2 separate regions of the Rattus norvegicus genome follow, and region 2 is linked to region 1. Evidence: chromatin contacts called from public Hi-C data. All regions are on one chromosome and are shown on one strand. Each heading gives the region's core, a stretch centred on a gene start, on an enhancer-like site or on the middle of the called end of the contact. The rest is flanking DNA. Distances are from core to core; before and after follow the strand shown.

Evidence for each region. A called contact is a pair of places that touch in the nucleus more often than the background predicts.
Region 2: a Hi-C map of Schwann cells shows a contact between it and region 1, with 11 times the contacts expected there. The contact joins two enhancer-like sites. A contact is called at or near these places in 4 of 12 Hi-C or Micro-C datasets (the A7r5 cell line, the Rat2 cell line, Schwann cells and 1 more).

What each region holds. Positions count from the first base shown.
Region 1 is chr14:5,823,757-5,827,219 of GRCr8, reverse strand. No RefSeq gene overlaps it. Among named protein-coding and RNA genes, the nearest start is that of Dmp1, 15 kb to the left of the region's middle. Within about 2 kb of position 1,904, at least 12 of the 93 cell types and tissues checked have an H3K27ac peak or open chromatin away from gene starts, as enhancers often do. A contact at or near this core is called in Schwann cells, where this site is marked.
Region 2 is chr14:6,042,701-6,046,099 of GRCr8, reverse strand. It overlaps Hsd17b11 (hydroxysteroid (17-beta) dehydrogenase 11), which reads right to left. Exons shown (of 7, transcript NM_001004209.1): 6 at 674-790. Among named protein-coding and RNA genes, the nearest start is that of Hsd17b13, 12 kb to the left of the region's middle. Within about 2 kb of position 1,804, at least 1 of the 93 cell types and tissues checked has an H3K27ac peak or open chromatin away from gene starts, as enhancers often do. A contact at or near this core is called in Schwann cells, where this site is marked.

The sequences.
Region 1 (3,463 bases), core at 655-3,154:
GCAGATGGTAACAATTAAGACGCAACCAGTCATTAGAAGAAAATGCAAGGATGTTTTGCGTCTTGAAAAACCGCCCATCTGAGCGTTAGTTGCAGTAGCTGCTGCCCGAGTTCTCTCTGCAGTTTTTCTCTCTGCATTGGCTTCCTTGTCAGGATAAGCCACGATTTAAATAATAAAAGGTCTCCCTCTGCCTTTGTACCGCGGCTCAAGAGACTGAACACCTCACTTTCAGAGAATCATCTTCAGACTGGAGCACGCATGATCAGGAAGCTCGGCTCGCTCCCCTTTTTAATACAGATCAGAACTATTATTTTAAGCAACTGAATATACTTGGAGCAACTGCTCTGAGGCCTCTCTCTTGAGTAAACCAGTCTGGCCTGGAGACCTGCTGGAAGTTAGTTCCCGTGGGGAAGGAGGCCAGGGGAGCACAGGAGAAGCTGAACAATTCTTGCTATCCTTTTATCATTGCACCCTCGTGCCTTTCCTGCTGTGGGCTGCGCTTTGCCTCCGTACTAAGCAGGCTTGTATTTTCTGTGCTTTCAAAAGGCAATAATAGTACAAGTAAGGGCATACAGTTTTTCCTCAGAAGGTCACTCTGGTTCTCAAAGGACTATTTTCCTATCTCTATCCATGTAAGGCAGAAGGGCTGTGAATCTCTGACCCCAGCCTTATCAAGGGGAAGGCTTGAAGGAGACAAATGACCTGGAAGGATGAGAAAGCTCTAGAACTACAGAGAACGAAAAGAGTTGTGAGGGCAGAGGGAGGCACAAAAGAGATGCTTTGTCCCCCCCCTCCGCCCCCCCAAAACGGGATTCCATTTGGGTTGATAATTTGTCTTTTGAAGGGGAATAAACCGAAAAACTATTTCCACCATTTTCTAGAAACCGTGTGTGCGAACAGGTAAGAGAGTTTCCCTCTGGGAATTGAGCGTGCTTACTTTGCATTTCAAACATGGGAATAATCAGAGAGCCGCGGAGGGAAATGGCGCACTCACTGTGGTGCAGAAGGTTCCCGATGTCAGCAGACTCAGTTTGGCCTCTTGGCCATGCTCTGAAAACATGGGCATTTTCCACAGTCGCAGCCAGAGCCGTTTTTATGTTTTTATCCATATACATGTCTTCTGGTGTTTTATAGTTTCCACATGCCCACAAATCACCCAAGTTATCTTTGCATCTTTCTCCTTTTTCCTAAACAATGTTAGTGGTGAAGCTGCAAACATCTTTGTGCTAAGATCGTTTTGCTCTTAGCCATCCTTAGAGGCACGGCTCTGAATTAACAAGCAAGAGGAGCATCCCTGGACCAAAGTCTGTCAGGATACCTTACAGTGATTTTTCCAGCCCGTCTGGGTGGAGAAGCAATCCCACAGGATCTGTCTATTCCGCGCAATGCGGGTTTTACTACGCTAGGTTGCTTGACTCAGTGCTGGTACCATGTGAGATAAAAAACGCAACCCACTCAAAGACGACAACAGTTCCAAGATTGCAGCCTTTCCAGTGTAGAGTTGCAATTTGACAATATCATTATGATTTAAAAGATGAACGTTATCATTACACACAATTGGAACCAACCTCCCTCCCTCCCTCCCTCTCCCAGGCTTGCTTCAAGTTCACTGTGCAGCTCAGGATGGCCTCCAGCTCTTGACCATTCTCAGAATCCCAAGTAGTGGGATTACCTATGTACACAGCCATACCCAAATCTATATTTCTTTTAAAAAAAAATAGGGTTCTTTCATAAATCTTCAAATCCCGAAACTAACATTTGAATGAAAAAATGGTCCAGTGGTGTAATTTCTACACTTTCCAGAAGATGGCAGCATTGCCTTCCGTTATAGGCTCTCAATGCCTCCGCATTCCGCGTCCCTCCCTCCGCCAGGATCACAAGATCCAGAGCACTGGAGGTTCTTACACCGGAAGGTCCTGGTCCTTTATCTCCCACCAACCTTTCCTTTTTAATGTTAAAACAGCCCGATAGAGGACCTGTGCATGCTGATCACAGTTTCTGATGTTTCAGGAAGACACCATTTACCTCTGACTCTCACAACCTTTCTGCCTCTTCTACTGTACGAAACAAAAATCAATAAAAGACAAGTTAAACAAACAAACACCCCACATTACCTCAGCTTTTCAAGTGCCCGCTTTATTGTTGAAAAAGCTTCCACCCCTTAAAGCGAAGGTCAAGTGTTTTCATCCTCTGAGTCCTTTACCTGCCTGTGAGTAGATGAGGGGTTAGAACACACCGGCCCTACATTTGCCAATCGGATGCTGCCGCACTGACTGTCTGGGGATTACGGTCACTCTGTTCTCAACTGTCTCTTGAGAGCAGAAGATAAAGTTCACATGGAAAAGATGCCCTTGCCAGAAGGAAAGGATAGTGTTTTTCATCGAGGGGTGCGTGTAGGGGCCGAGGGAAATAGGAGGAAACGTCACTGATATTTTTATTGTCACTTCTCTACCTGGGTAACTCTGGCTCCCTTGCCTTGTTCTGTCTCCTTGAACTTTCTTCTCTGTGCAATTCAGGATTTGTGTCCAACTCCATACCTCGGGTCTTCCCTCCCCTGCAAGGTTCTCAGGGCTGGCTGAAAATCCCAAGCAGAGATAAAGTTTTGCTTCCCTCGCCGAGGCGCACGACATAGAAACAGGAAGCAAGAAGCACAATTAGACGGTTCCCATGAGGTGTTGTTAGTCTGGACTATTTAAATGATGGGAAGAGTTACAAACGGAAATTATCGTAAGGAAACATGAATGAAATTCAAGAGGCCCAAGGAGGAGATGACACTGACGCTCGGTCTTCTGCTCTCGTCTTTTCCTCTTCCTCTTCTCCTCTTCCTCTTCCTCTTCCTCAGCCACAGGTGTTTTCTACGTTTGTTGACACGTATGGAGAAAAGCCTGGCTACCCACACCCAGACCCATTTCCACCACCACAGATGATTTTTTTTTTTGGTTCTTTTTTTCGGAGCTGGGGACCGAACCCAGGGCCTTGCGCTTCCTAGGCAAGCGCTCTACCACTGAGCTAAATCCCCAACCCCGATGATTTTTTTTTTGGTTAAGTCTAGGGAAAGATTTTGCCTCGCCTAACTTGGACCAGTGTTATCAGTGGGACAAGATCCCGTCACTTAAAATGGATCTATTGAGCACGTGCTTAGAGGCAGGCAGTTTCCAGATGTGAGGTGGGGAGCATAGACCCAAGAATGCGTCTAATGCACATTGGGACCTAGACAGAAGTCACAGTGTGTGATGTCATTATGACATGGTGACATGGTGTGGCAGTGATATGGTGTATGGTGTCATGGTGACATGGTATCATGGTGTCATGGTAACATGCTGTCACGAGGACATGTTGTCATAGTGCCAATGGTGCCATGATGATACGTGTTTCAGTGATTTGATGGCATAGTATCATGGTGTCATGGTGTCATGGTGACATGGACATGGTTACATGGTGACATGGTGACATGGTGTCATGG
Region 2 (3,399 bases), core at 555-3,054, 220 kb before region 1:
ACTGCGTGTGCGCATGGTGTCGTCTGAGGCCAGAAGAAGATGCCAGACCCCCCTGGAACTGGAGCTATAGACATTAGTGAGCCTCCATGTTGGGGACTGAGCTGTAAGAGCAGTCAGTACTCTTAACCACTGAGCCATTTCTCTAGCCCTTCCCTTGAGCTTTTTTTACCTAAACCCTAGGGCTTTTGAGCAGAAGGTGATAAAATGCTTGTTATAACTTAAATCTCTCAAGTTTTATTTTTTAATTAATTTTTAGTTCCATGATTCTTAAAATACGATTGTTTTGGAACAGATGTTGGTAGTAGTTACCTGTTAAAATACAAATTTCTGAGTCAGGATTCAAATGTCCTGTATTAAAATCTACGACGATAACCTTGGTCTCCTCCCAAATCTTACCATGATTCTACTATCAAAATACTTTAAAGACATTCTTGTTCACGGATAAGGCACATAAATTTCTTTGGAAACAAAACCAACAAACCTTAAAAACTCGTGGGTATGTTCCAGTGGCTATTCTAATGGTCCTTAATGATCGGTACCTTCAGTTTTAAAATCTGATAGACTCTCGGCCTATTATTTTTCGCTGGCTTGCTCCATACAACCACACGTTATGAACTGAGGTCAAGTCTAATACGAGCATGTTGACTCCCGGTGCAGACGAACCCACCGTTACCTTTCCAATACTGTCAAAAGCGCTATAGAGCCCGGGACGAAGATCATCTTCTGGTTAGTGAGGATCCCGTGCATGAGATGCTCTACCACCTCCTCAGGTTCCAGGGTGGGCCCTAAACTGAAACAGACACAGGCTTTAGACGCCAGGTATCTCGCTGAAGCGGGACCTCCGTGTTGAACACACAGGATTACTGTGCGGCTTGAGCCTTAACTCATCAAGGCAGCTGACCCCAACCCAGGCTCTCAGTAAGGCACACGGTCCCACTAACACCAGCCACCCTATTTAATGCATGTTATGCACCACACGCACATTAAGCCCTCCACAAAGGTGCTCTCGCTGAAGCTTTACAAGGACCTAATGCCAGAGAGAACAGAATCCTGAAGCTGACGGTTAGGAGATGGCTAGTTAAAACAGAGCTGACAAGTTCACTTTTAAAACTTCAGGCGTCTTGGGGATTAGTAGAATTTTGACATGCGATCGTATATTAAGTAGCTTTACTGGACGATGTCTAGCGTGTCAGGGGGATGGGCATGTGGCCTGTGTGCCTGGCTCCAGGTCCTCAATGTCCATACAGAAGCTCTGTTTCTCAATGGCTCTTGATTTCCCTTCCAGCCGCCTTCTCTGATCTGTGCCCATCTTCCCTGTGAGGCAACACGACAAGCAAGGGGCCTCTCAACGCGGCTTTTAACAATGTAGGCACGGTAGTGAGTCCACCTAGGAGAGGCTGTGTGAGAGCTGGTCTTCGGTTTTATAAAGGGCTGTATAACCACAGACTCACTAAGTATGCTCATACCCCCAACGAGTGAAGATGGAATTGACATGGGATCGGTGCAAAGAAATGAGAATAATGGAAGGAGTTACGAATAGTTCATTCGGAAAGAACAATTATTTCACTGTGAAATAAAACTGAGAAGAATGTAGCATTCTACTTAAAAGTGAGCACAATAATAGGACACAGAAAGGAGATTTTAGTCTAGCCATACACTACGTAATTCTTCATTCTTAGCATATATAAGCATGTGTTAGAACACTGTGAACACCGTGGGACTCTGAAACAATTACATACGACACCATAGCTTGGTAGAGCACACTGTGACCCGGCACCCACCCCAGGAAGTGCACACACTAGGCTGCTACCCGCCACCAGGGGGTGCTGTAGTGACTGACTGAGCACTCCTTGATGTCCCTAAGATCAGACAACTCTGAATGAAGTGCAGTGATTCTCGAGCCTTGTGGTTTGAAAGGCTGAAAGAAAGGACTTTCAGAAAAAGTTCAGCCTCCCAAAATCCTCACGTCGATAGGAAATGCAGTCGAATTTTTAAAATGCTCACAATGGTTTTTGTACAAAGTATACATCAGTACTATGAGCCAATCATTCGGGGTCAGGAAGGAGGGTATTATGGACAAAGAGGACGACTGAGAAGGATTCCCAGGCCAAAGGATTGGGTTTGATTGGCTTATCACTCAAGCAGCTCGATCAATGGCTGGGAGCACAAATTCAACTGTTATGACCAAAACTTGAGTTTTCACTTTTGCTGTTTCTTAGCCTATGGGCACAAGGCAGCGTGTAGTGGCTCTCCCAAGGACAGACTTTCCAGTTTTGCAGAACTTTATGGTTTCCATGGTGCTAATGCTCCCTCCCATGGCAGGTTTCAGTGACCCACGGGGCATCATTTGGTGAGTACGGATGAGCACCGATACTCCTGGAATGTGACCATGGTGAAATGGGCACTCGCTCTTAGCACTTTGTACAGCTCTGCTGCAAAATCCTTGGAGCATAGCATCCATCTACCTATGCACCAGGTGAGGTAAAATAGTATGACACACACACACACACACACACACACACACGCACGCACGCACATGCACGCATGCACATGCACGTGGGCAACACATGCACTCGCACACACGCACACATGCACATGTGTGCACACACACGCACACATGCATGCACGCGTGCACACGCACACATGCACGCGCACACACGCACACAACTTCCAAGTATCAAAAGTAAAATTAAAGCTATATTTGCGTAAAAGCGAAATGTTTCAAGAGTTGGCTATGGAAAACCTAAGCGTTATCAATTACACCGAGTCTAAAAATTTAGACTAGGCTGCATTGTTTATAACACTAATGGGGCAAAGGGAGATAAATCGTTTCCAGAAGACTTTTAATGAAAACAGCTTGTTCTTGAAACACCAGGGTCTCTATGGGGGTCCCTGTGACCACCAGGACCGGCAGAATATTGATCAGCGTAAGGCAAAGAGGGAAATTCGGTTCAATACCACTTAGTTAGCCAGTGTTGGTTCAAACTCGCAGTCTGACCCCAAGTAGTTTATTGCAAGCAAATTTAAGCTCAGTGCAATTTGGAGGACTTTCCTGGTGTAATACTCTCTCTGTCCACAAGGAGGCACAATTACATCAAAGATCAATTTAGGTCCATGTCACTTCTTCCAAGATGGGCTTTAGGGGTAGACTACGGTATATTAGCGTAAGGTCCTAGGGAAGAATTGGATGTGGTCCCAGTCATAAAGATAGTATACCCATCTTTTTCCTTGAAGTCTCTGTGCTGGGCTCACAGCCATGTGTCTCTATGCCTGGTTTTATGTGGTGCCGGGGGTCAGGGTTCATGCATGTTAGGAAAGTCCTCCTCACACTCAGTCAGGTCCCTGGCCCCTGAGTACTGGCAGGGTACTTTCCTCTTTTGTCTCCAGGTTGAGAAAAAG